2 separate regions of the Mus musculus genome follow, and region 1 is linked to region 2. Evidence: chromatin contacts called from public Hi-C data. All regions are on one chromosome and are shown on one strand. Each heading gives the region's core, a stretch centred on a gene start, on an enhancer-like site or on the middle of the called end of the contact. The rest is flanking DNA. Distances are from core to core; before and after follow the strand shown. Region 1 overlaps Gramd4 (GRAM domain containing 4). Region 2 overlaps Trmu (tRNA 5-methylaminomethyl-2-thiouridylate methyltransferase).

The links. Hi-C and Micro-C count contacts between places; a contact is called where the count stands out from the background.
Region 1: a Hi-C map of cerebellum shows a contact between it and region 2, with 3 times the contacts expected there. The contact joins two enhancer-like sites. A contact is called at or near these places in 14 of 39 promoter capture datasets (the HPC-7 cell line, HPC-7-derived erythroid cells, Sertoli cells and 9 more), 6 of 15 datasets of contacts at CTCF or cohesin (CD8 T cells, the NIH/3T3 cell line, embryonic stem cells and 2 more), 213 of 484 Hi-C or Micro-C datasets (the 63-12 cell line, 8-cell embryo, the AML12 cell line and 113 more), 35 of 115 datasets of contacts at active chromatin or transcription factors (the 230-238 cell line, CD4 single positive thymocytes, DN3 thymocytes and 21 more) and 5 of 9 other capture datasets (adipose tissue, embryonic stem cells, embryonic tail and 2 more).

What each region holds. Positions count from the first base shown.
Region 1 is chr15:86,121,444-86,126,100 of GRCm38.p6, reverse strand. It overlaps Gramd4 (GRAM domain containing 4), which reads right to left. Exons shown (of 19, transcript NM_001379572.1): 5 at 3,849-3,922; 6 at 845-977; 7 at 219-244. Among named protein-coding and RNA genes, the nearest start is that of Gm15722, 32 kb to the right of the region's middle. Within about 2 kb of position 1,585, at least 13 of the 459 cell types and tissues checked have an H3K27ac peak or open chromatin away from gene starts, as enhancers often do. A contact at or near this core is called in cerebellum and neural stem cells, where this site is marked.
Region 2 is chr15:85,889,953-85,894,925 of GRCm38.p6, reverse strand. Trmu (tRNA 5-methylaminomethyl-2-thiouridylate methyltransferase) reads right to left here. Exons shown (of 11, transcript NM_028063.2): 4 at 4,599-4,721; 5 at 2,187-2,359; 6 at 1,047-1,100; 7 at 906-972. Among named protein-coding and RNA genes, the nearest start is that of Trmu, 13 kb to the right of the region's middle. Within about 2 kb of position 2,690, at least 21 of the 459 cell types and tissues checked have an H3K27ac peak or open chromatin away from gene starts, as enhancers often do. A contact at or near this core is called in cerebellum and neural stem cells, where this site is marked.

The DNA.
Region 1 (4,657 bases), core at 336-2,835, 230 kb before region 2:
CCCTCTTCCCTTCTCTTCTCGCCCTTTCCCTCTCTTCCTCCCCTCTCTTCTCTTCCTTCCCCTCCTCCTCCCTCTCCTCTTCCCCCTCCCTTCCTCTCCTTCTACCCCTCCCTCTCCTCCTTCCTTCTGTCCTCCCCATCTCCTCCTTCCTCTCTCCCCTCCCCCTCTCCTCCTTCTCCCCCCTCCTCCTCCCTCATGCCAAGACCCACAGTACTTACTCAGTCTTCTCATGTTTTCAGTTAACCTGAGAGAGAGAAAGAGAGAGAGAGAGAGAGAGAGAGAGAGAGAAAGAGAGAGTCAGTCTTAGTGTGAAGTCACCAACAGCTCAGCATGCCACTCTGAGAAAACACCACTACTAACTAGTATGAGGGCAGCAAGGAGGACATCCAAGTGCCTGGGACCCTCAGGAGCCTGGAGACAATGCACAGTGACCAGAGCACAGTACTGAGTGCCCTTGGGTACCCTTGCAGCTCAGGAGGCACCTTGATGGTCTGGCTCTCTAGAACCCCTGGGGCCCATGAGAACGTCTGCTTATGGGGAGCCTCTGTCTACGGACCCGGTCCATGAACCGTCAAGTGATCCAACCCCCACGATGGACACCGGGCACACACAACCCTCACGTGACTTTTGTCACAAAGCACAAGTCAGTCAACATGGATGGGACATGATTCTACTTTCCCACGAGCCCCTCCGAGGAGGTGGCCCAGAAACATAGGCACAGGGGGTCTTTAGGAGCTTGTGGCAGCCCCTTCCACAGGATATCAAGACTGACTGGCCCACTGATGCTTAGTGCGGGGCCCTGGTCCTAGCATGAAGACCCTTGGTCTCGGTGAGGCGCCCCTACCTGCGGGCGCTGAGGGGCTCCTCCGTCTCTACTGTGTTCTCCTCTGGTTGGAAGCGGAAGTCCTCGATGTATTCCCCAAACCTCTCATAGAACCACTTCTGTACACGGGAGGCCAAGCCCTGGCTGCGGCGCTCTGTGGGGAGGAGCAGACATCAGAGAGGGGTGCTGCAGGGTCTACACAGCCCCTCCTGAGGTGGGATGGAGAGGTAGGGCAGGCATGGGGCCTCACAGAAAATGTCAGTCTGGGTGGGGATAAGGGAAAGGTTTATAGGAGTGAAGGCTACACTCCGGAGCGAGGTGTGAAGGGCCCAGCCAGAGGAGCCTGTGAAGGAAGGCCTTAGCTCCCTGAAGACACTAGGTTCAAACCAAAAGATGCAGGCCATAGCCACCCAGCCACAGAGACCCTCCAAAGCATGATGTCTCCAGCCTCACACTTGACCGCAGCAATCTCCAGACCTCAAATTCCCAGCAACCTTGGGCTTATGTCCAGGCCGTGTCTGACCATGGGAAGAGGCTGAGGGAGTTCACCATGCCAGGTCCTGGGGTCCAGCCAGTGTGTGTAGGGCACAGTGGGCTACAAGGCCCAGAGACCAAGCTGCTGGCCAAGGTGAGCTCACAGAGATCGGCTGTGTCTCACAACCCAAGAGAAGGCCAGGGCTGAGGCTGCCTGGCAGTGCCCCCAGACTGCACCCTAAAGAAAACAAGATGTGGAGTTGCCTGCAGGGGGCACTGCTCCACCATAATTTAAAAGCCTGGGACTGGCAGGCAGCACTCAAACACCACCAGACACCTGGGGTGCCATAAACACAGATATCATGTATTAATTAAAACTTAAAGAAAACACACCAGGTGTGCTGTGGAGTCAGAGAGAGTGGACAATAGTCAATGTAAACAAAGTTGAGGGACATGGGTCACTAGAGTGGAGGCTACGGGGTAGGGGGAGAAGGTAGGTGGGCTGAGATATGTGTCTTCTGGGGCTACCCAGACAGCCTGCAGGCCTATCTGGCTTTATTACCATCACCAAGGTTTGCAGGTGGATCCAGGTAGGCACAGAAGCTTGTATGGGAGCCAAAGGCCGTCTAAAGGCCAGGCAAAAGACTGGCCAGCCTGTGTCTCCATTGGATTATTTATGGACACTGGACACACGGTTCAGTTACTGGAAAATCACCTTCCTTGTGTTTTTTTCCCCAAGCATTTAAATATATAAAACGCTATTTAAAAGTGTAAGTCCAGGCTGGGCATGATGCGGGACATCAGAAGTCCCAACACTGGTCAGGGAGCCTGATGCAGGAGGATCAGCCTGGGCTACACAGAGAGACCTTGCCTCATGAAATCAAAATGTAAAAAAGAAAACCTGACAGGGTCTATCTATGGGTTGTGGACCCCAGCCGGATCCAGGGAACATGGCCATCTGCCTGTAGGAAGCAGGTCTTCAGTCGGTCCTGAAGTCCTAAGGCCCCTGCTTGACTTCCAGGGTGGGGGATGTTTTCTGCCACACGTAGAGCTAGCTTCTTAGGAAGGAAAAGGCCTAAAGCAGTGCTTCATGCTCCAAGGGGTACAGCTGAGGTCCAGGGATAGACTGAGGCAGGTGTCTGCCTGATAACCAGATTCCTTCATTTATCTAGGATGTGGCAGAGCCAGGGTGTGGTCCCTCTCCTCTACCACATCCTTCCTGTCTTGGAGGGTGATCGAGGGCCACAGTGTGGAGAAGGCACACAGTCCCACACAGCCCACCACACCTGGAGACCACGCAATCAAAGTAAGGTTTGTGGGTGGAGAGATGGCTCAGTGGCTAGAAGTGCCAGCTAATCTTTCAGAGGACACTTGTTCGATTCCCAGCACCCACATGGTAGCTTACAAACATCTGTAACTCCAGTTCCGAGAGATTCTATGCCCCTTCTTCCAGCCTCCATGGGCACCAGATACTTATATGGTACAGACACACATGACGGCAAAACACTCGTACGTATAAAATAAAAATAGATCTTTTTTTAAAAGAGAAAAAAATAGGCCGGGCAGTGGTAGTGCACGCCTTTAATCCCAGCACTTGGGAGGCAGGGGCAGGCACATTTCTGAGTTCAAGGCCAGCCTGGTCTACAAAGTGAGTTTCAGGACAGCCAGGACTACACAGAGAAACCCTGTCTCGAGAAATCAAAAATAAATAAATAAATAAAATTTTTTAAAAAGGCCTGACCTTAATGAGAAGACAAAGGGTCCCCAGCCCCTGTGAAGGAGCAAGGAGCTGGGTGACCCGAGTTCTCAAGCCTCACTGCCACCAAGCACTAAGGGTCTTGGGGTCTTCTGTGCTGCTCCTGGCCTGGTAATCAAGATTCACAAGCTAAGGGCTCTCCATCTAAGCCTGGGAACTGGCCAGGGATCCTCCGGATGGCCCGAGGAGGCCACCTCCCAGGGGATGCAGCTGCCAGACCTGCACTGGGGCTGGCTGCCAGTGGGTGGAGTGAGGCTGGACCTGGGAGAACCTTAGGAATGGCCTCCTCTTCTGGGCCTCTTCCTGATGCTGGCAGCCCAGAGCCAATGACCTAAGCCATAGCTTATGCCAAGCTTCCTGGCATAGGGAGGGAGAGTCTTGTGAATGGTCAGTATGCTGGACGGACACTGTCTGTCAGGGTGCAGCCAGGACCTGCAAGAAGTACACAGAGGACAGAGCTCCCTTCTCCTCTAAAGGGCAACTCTAGAAGCTGAAGTATGTCACAAGATGGATGTGAGCGCTAAGGCAGGGAGCAAGGGGACGTGCCCACATGGGATGACTAGTCATGGGGAACAGGTCAGTGAGTGAACGTAGCAAAGCCAGTGTGTGCCTTTTGGTGCCTCTCAGGAGGCCTGGCCAAACTAGACAACACGTCATGTCTGTGCACGGAAATGAGATCACCTTCGGGGTGACTTAAGCCACAGTGAGGGCACTGACCCAGTTTTGGTGGCAGGAGAGTCCCATATGGGAGAGCCCTGGCTAGGGAGAGAACCACCCCTTCCCAGGGGGGCCTACCTGTGCCTGTGCCATTGCTGGCCTGGCTCTGTCCCTTTGGTGGCTGCTGAGGCTGTGCTGGCTGCTCCTCGGACCTTAAAGGGGACAAAGGCAAAGTTCATGAAGCAAACGCCTGCAGCCCTCGTGGAAGTGCACTTCGGGGGACAGGTGGGATCTGTCGGCTCCCGAAGCCCTGAAGGCCGGAGGGCTGTTGAGGACAGAGCCCAGCAAGCACCAAGGTGCTTTCCCCATGGGTGTATGGTCTATTTTTCAACAGGCAAGTGAAGTCACATAAGCAAGAGGCTCTCGCCATTCCTATTAATTTTAATAGAATTGTTGGTTTCATCCTTAAGCCCAGGGAAAAAAATAGCTTACTAATGAGAATATCACACACCTCTCTATCCACACTAGGCCAAAGCTGGGTGATACTCCAATATGGTTAGGCTGGGTTCACACCAGTCACCTCCCTGGCTCCCTGCCTCCAGCTCAGCTCATGGTCATCACAAGTCTTTACCTGGCCTAACAGACTCTGCCTTCAGTTGGAGTCTTGTCTCTTTGCCTGTCACACCCTGAGGGAGCTATACACCCCAGCAGCAGCCTGGATCACATCCCTTGGGTGGCGACTCCATCCTGTTTCTCTGGCCAGCCATGTATGTATGTATGCCCTCCTCTGGAGTGTTGGAATACCAGCCATCCCAGCCTGCACTGGCTTGGGCCACGGGCACACAGTAGCTGTCCCTGCAGCTTCAGGGTGCAGTGTGAACATGCGTATGAGTATCTGTGGGGTATGTGGGCTACAAACATTGTAGGTTTTGTGTGCTAACTTGACA
Region 2 (4,973 bases), core at 1,441-3,940:
CTATGAAATAGTATTCCAGGGGTGCATCTCAGCTCTCACAAATGGGGAGGTTATGGATTGCTACGAGGCGTGCTGGCTTAGCCCTAACCATACACCTGTGTACAGCCTGCCTTGGCTTCAGGTCTCGAGGGATGTGACAGTGACTAGGATGACACTAAGCCTGACACAGATGCTAGCTCTTTCATCTGGTGGCTCTGACCTCCATGGGCACAGCTCTCCAAACAGGTCTTGTGCTTACTGAGCACATTCCTTGTATCCATGCCACACCCACCTCATGCACGGGCAGGCCACCTGCTCCCCAGCTCTACCTCCACAGGAATGCGTGTGCCCTGGCAGAGGCAATCTGGCAGGATTCATCCACCTCCTAACCGCTGGATGCTAGGAAGAGCAGCACTGTCTCCAGCAAGGTCAATATAACACCCAGTTCAGCTGGGTCTCTCCCTGCTTCCTCCACAAGCCCTGTCCTTCCAGCTAGTCCCACAGTTCAGGCTAGACATCAAGTCTCAGGAGGCATGTCGCCTCTGTTCCCACTTAAGGGTGTGAGCACTTGCGACTGACTGCCTCTGTCCTCACTCTGCACAGTGCATCATGGTTGTCTGGCTCTGTGATTACGTGAACGGCACCCATGTGCTCCTCAGTCACCTGGCTCTGAGGTCAGCTATGTTCTTTCTCCAGCGGCACTTCCTACAGTCTGCTACAGCATCTCTTAGTAATGTATCACAGACACAGTCTCACTCCAGCTCTGAATCTAGGGATTACAACACACAGCAAATCCCTGTCAGAGTGACTGCTCATGCAGCATGTACCCAGCCCAGCCCAGCCCAGCCCTCAAGGCCTCCGGAGCCCTGCATGGAACGGACAGGAGTTAGCCTTGGCCTTTGCTTCCCCGAGCTGGCAGGACTCACCTTTGTGTGTTCCCAGAACTGTATTATCCTCGATAGAAACAAACTTTCCAGGCCGAGGCTGCAAATACTGGAAGACAGGTTTCATCACTACTGGAGACCCAGGCCCAGAGCAGACAGCCACTCATGTCAGACGACACTCACCTGAAGAAGGAAATGCTCCAAGTTTCTCTTACCAATGAAGCAGATGCCCATGCTCTGGAACGAGAGGAAGGTCAACATGGTGTGAGCAGAAGCCAGGAGGCAACCAGGGAACAGGGAGCTGGGCTGGGCTAGGAGGGGAGAGAGCAGGCTGTGTTGCAGGAGGCTCCAGATACAGGAGCTGAGGGCCTAGAGAATGTCTTGTCTTTCCAAGTTTGGCTTCAAAGTAGATGCTATCGTGTAAACACACTGCATCGCCATCTGCAACTAGACTGTTGGAAAACCTATGAGCAAACCAGGAGAGCAACCTAGACTGCTCAGTGCTGGAGAGCCAGGGACCAAGGTGGATGCAGGAAGTAGGGCCAGGCAGACTCGGGGCAGCAGGGAGTCAGGGAGAAGACTGGTGTAGCTGGCTAGGCCCTTCACAGTCCAGACAAGAAGCTGACCGCCCCAGGACTATTCTGGGCAAGCAGCTCTGTAATTATTCCTCAGTGTGTGTCTCTCTATAACAAAGGCCAAGAGACCAGGGATCTTCCCATATATTGCAGTGACTCCCTCAGTTCCTACCAATGGAGAAATCCTGTCAGCTGAGCAACAGGGAAGACGTACAATGGGCAAGCGATGTTCTTTTTGACAATGTGGACTTGCTGATAAAAGGCACAGTCATGCGTCTTCCCAGAAGACTGGTGTAAGTGGTGACTACAGCTGAGCTAATGTCTCCTGAAACCTTAACTACCGGGGCTGCCCACAGGCTCCCAGCCCTCTCTCCACAGGGGTCAGCATGGCTTCCAGATGCAGGAGTGTGATGGTCTCTCACAGGGAGCTGAGAAGGCAGGCACGGACTGTCACTGTCTCCTCGGATAGGCAGCACTGTGTACAGATGGCTGCAGACTCCTGCCTCATGGGATGAACTAGCGTGGCTGCTCTCTGCTGGCTAAGCCAACTACTGTGTCTACAGAGAAAGCAGTCAACCACAGCAGGGACGAGGGAGCAGGAAGGAGAAGGGAGGCCTCGGGTGCTCCCCCCCTGCAGCCGCACTCTGTGGCTTGGCCCGGCAGAGGGTCCACAGAGCCCAGCCCTGCCTGTACCATGACAACATGGATGCATACATTCACGGACCAGTGGCAAGCTGCTCACGCCTACCTCTCTCTTCTGAAGCACGTGATGGAGGCTATTCTCCGCGGCTATTTTCTTTACAAAATCTTTTGTTAGTTCCCCCAGGGGAAAGATGGTCCTTCTCAGGGCATCCTGGGAAACCTGGCTGAGAAAGAAGGTCTGGTCTTTAAAGCTGTCAGCTGCTTGGAGAAGTTTTACGGCTGCCAAAAGTAAAGAACAAAAGTCATTGCTGGAGCACAGATAATGACTCTGCTTTAATGCCCTTCTGTGTGAGCAGTTACCCCAAGTCTGCCACAAGCAAAACCCATTGAAAAGACTATGGGAGAAAAACAAAGCATGGCTAGTGCTCAGGAAATGCTGGCCCTGGTTTATTTATTAGGGACAATACAAGGAACGTCGATTTTACATACAGAAATTTCTCCGCGCTGGTAATTTCAACTGTAAGACTTTCACACAGTAAACACTGTATGAGAAGACTGCAGTGAGAAGCACCGACCTTCATAACTCTAGTCATGGCTGGGACGGGACAAGACCATTCATCCAGAACAATGCTGAACTAGCGTCAGCAGTGTGCTTGCCTAACACCTGCAGGTGTGAAGTGTGCAAAGAAACACAGCAGGCTTTGGCCTTCAGCCCAGCCTCGGTGGAGACAGCTCTGTAGAACGCACCTCCTCGGTGGAAACTGCTTTGCTCATGTCCAGACCGACATGTTAGCAGCCTTGCTGTAGTCTCTAGCACTCTCCACATAACTGTAAAGAATTCTTACTGCATATACACAAGTGTGAGTGGCACTGGCCCTGGTGAGTTTCGAGCCTGAGAAGGTGGCCAGGTAAATTTCCCATTCAGTCAGTCCCACTCATGTCTGTGGCTGGTGGGGCTGACGGGCAGATCCGCTTCCCGACCCCTTCCTCACATATAGTACTAGGAGACATCCCATTAGTGAAATTCGAAACACTCCACACACACCAGCTCAACTCTGAGTGTGCACACGTGTTTGAGAGTCTGTCCATATCAGTACACGAGTGTGGAGGTCACATGACATCCTCAACTGCTGCTCCTCTGGCATCTTCTTTCTAGAGATGGTCTCTCACTGGCTCAAACTCACCAACTAGACTAGGCAGTTTAGTCTCTTTTTGCCTCCAGCATTGGGGTTATACGTAGATGCCACCATGCCTGGCGTTCTTACATGGGTTCCAGGGACTGAACCCCATTTCCCCAGCTCCATGGTTTAAGCCCACTGCACAAGTTGTATAGCAGCCAGCGGTAAGCATCATACTGCCTGCATGTTTCCAGCCGCTGGCTTTCATCTCCTTGTAATGGAGAATACCCTCTCCGCCATGGTTTCAGTGACACCTAAGGGCTGCCCAAGATGACGCAGAGCTGAAAGGCTGTGCTGTGGACTGACCTGCCTCCTGTTTTTGTCCTGTTACTCTGTCTGTCAAAAACAATGCACCTGTTTGCTGACATAAGGCTACAATCCAATCTGTCTCAAAACAAAATGCTCTCAAATAGTGTTTGTGTGCATTGGGGGGGGGGGGGGGGGGCGTTGAGTTATTTTGTCCTGGATCGTTTTGACTATCTTTTGAGCCTCCCAAGTGCTGACATTATAGGTATGTATCCCACATCTACCTTCTGAGTTACTTTAAAATTCACTGAGAACCTATGACTTTAAAACAGGAAGATGGTAACACGACCAAATGTGCCATAGAGGGAAAGAGCAGGACGGAGCCACATCTGGTCCAGAGATTGATCATTTCTGAACTCCTGTTGTTCTTTCTGATCCGCCACATACTACACCATGTTCACATGAAAACTGCTGGCTACACAGCCAGGTCCCCAACAACTACAGCCATCCCCCAGCTGATCTGTTCTGCTCCGCTTGCATGAGCCACTTGTACGATCCCCTAGGGCTCAGACCAGAGACACACAGCTCTGGTTTGCCTAAAACGCACACTGAAAACCAAGACACTGTGAAACTACCACACGCAAGTCAGTCAACACAGTGCTTGACTGTCTGAGGAGAACCAGAATAAGTGGGGGGCAAACAAAGGCGAGCATGTCCTCGGCACGAGCGGATGACACTATTCATGCCGGGAAACGACTCTCCCTCTGCGTGGGACCCTCTTAAGACCATTCCCATTATCACCATCAAAGATTTTCCCAAAGACTGCACATGTAATAACCTAGACAGTAAGTTTCTGGTTCACCCTCCTCAGCTCTCACCCTGGCGCCCAACTAGGACATCTCAATGCTCAACCGCAAGCCCTTGGGGAAGCGACCCCACTCTGCCTGTGCCTTTGCAAATGTGAACTAAACAAACTGGCTCATTGAGAGACCCAGGGCTGGGCATGAGCCGGATGCTCAGGCCCTGCTCCTGCCATCCTTCTAAGTACCCTCTGCTCATAGAGGTTACAGCTTCGACCACACACTCAAACTTACGGTTTCTGACTTCAAATCGATTTCTGAACAGCCCGTCAGGCTTCTTAGTGTGCTTTTGCTCAAAGACTTCCTCATCCTCCAGTGAGGTCCTGGCGTAGTGGCCAGTGGCAACGGCATCTGCTCCTGAGGGTTTTCAAAATACAAGAATCCAGTGTGAGGCTCACTGGCAGGAGTACTAGTTAGTCCTTGAAAACTCGACACAAACTGGAGTCACTTGGAAAGAGGAATCCTTAATTCAGAAAAATGTCTTGGGGGCTAGAGAAATGGTGGTTAAGAGCACTGTCAGTTCTTCCAAAGGACCTGGGTTCAGTTCCCAGCCAGCACTCACATGGCAGCTCACAACCATCTGTAGCTCCAGCTCCAAAGGATCTGACA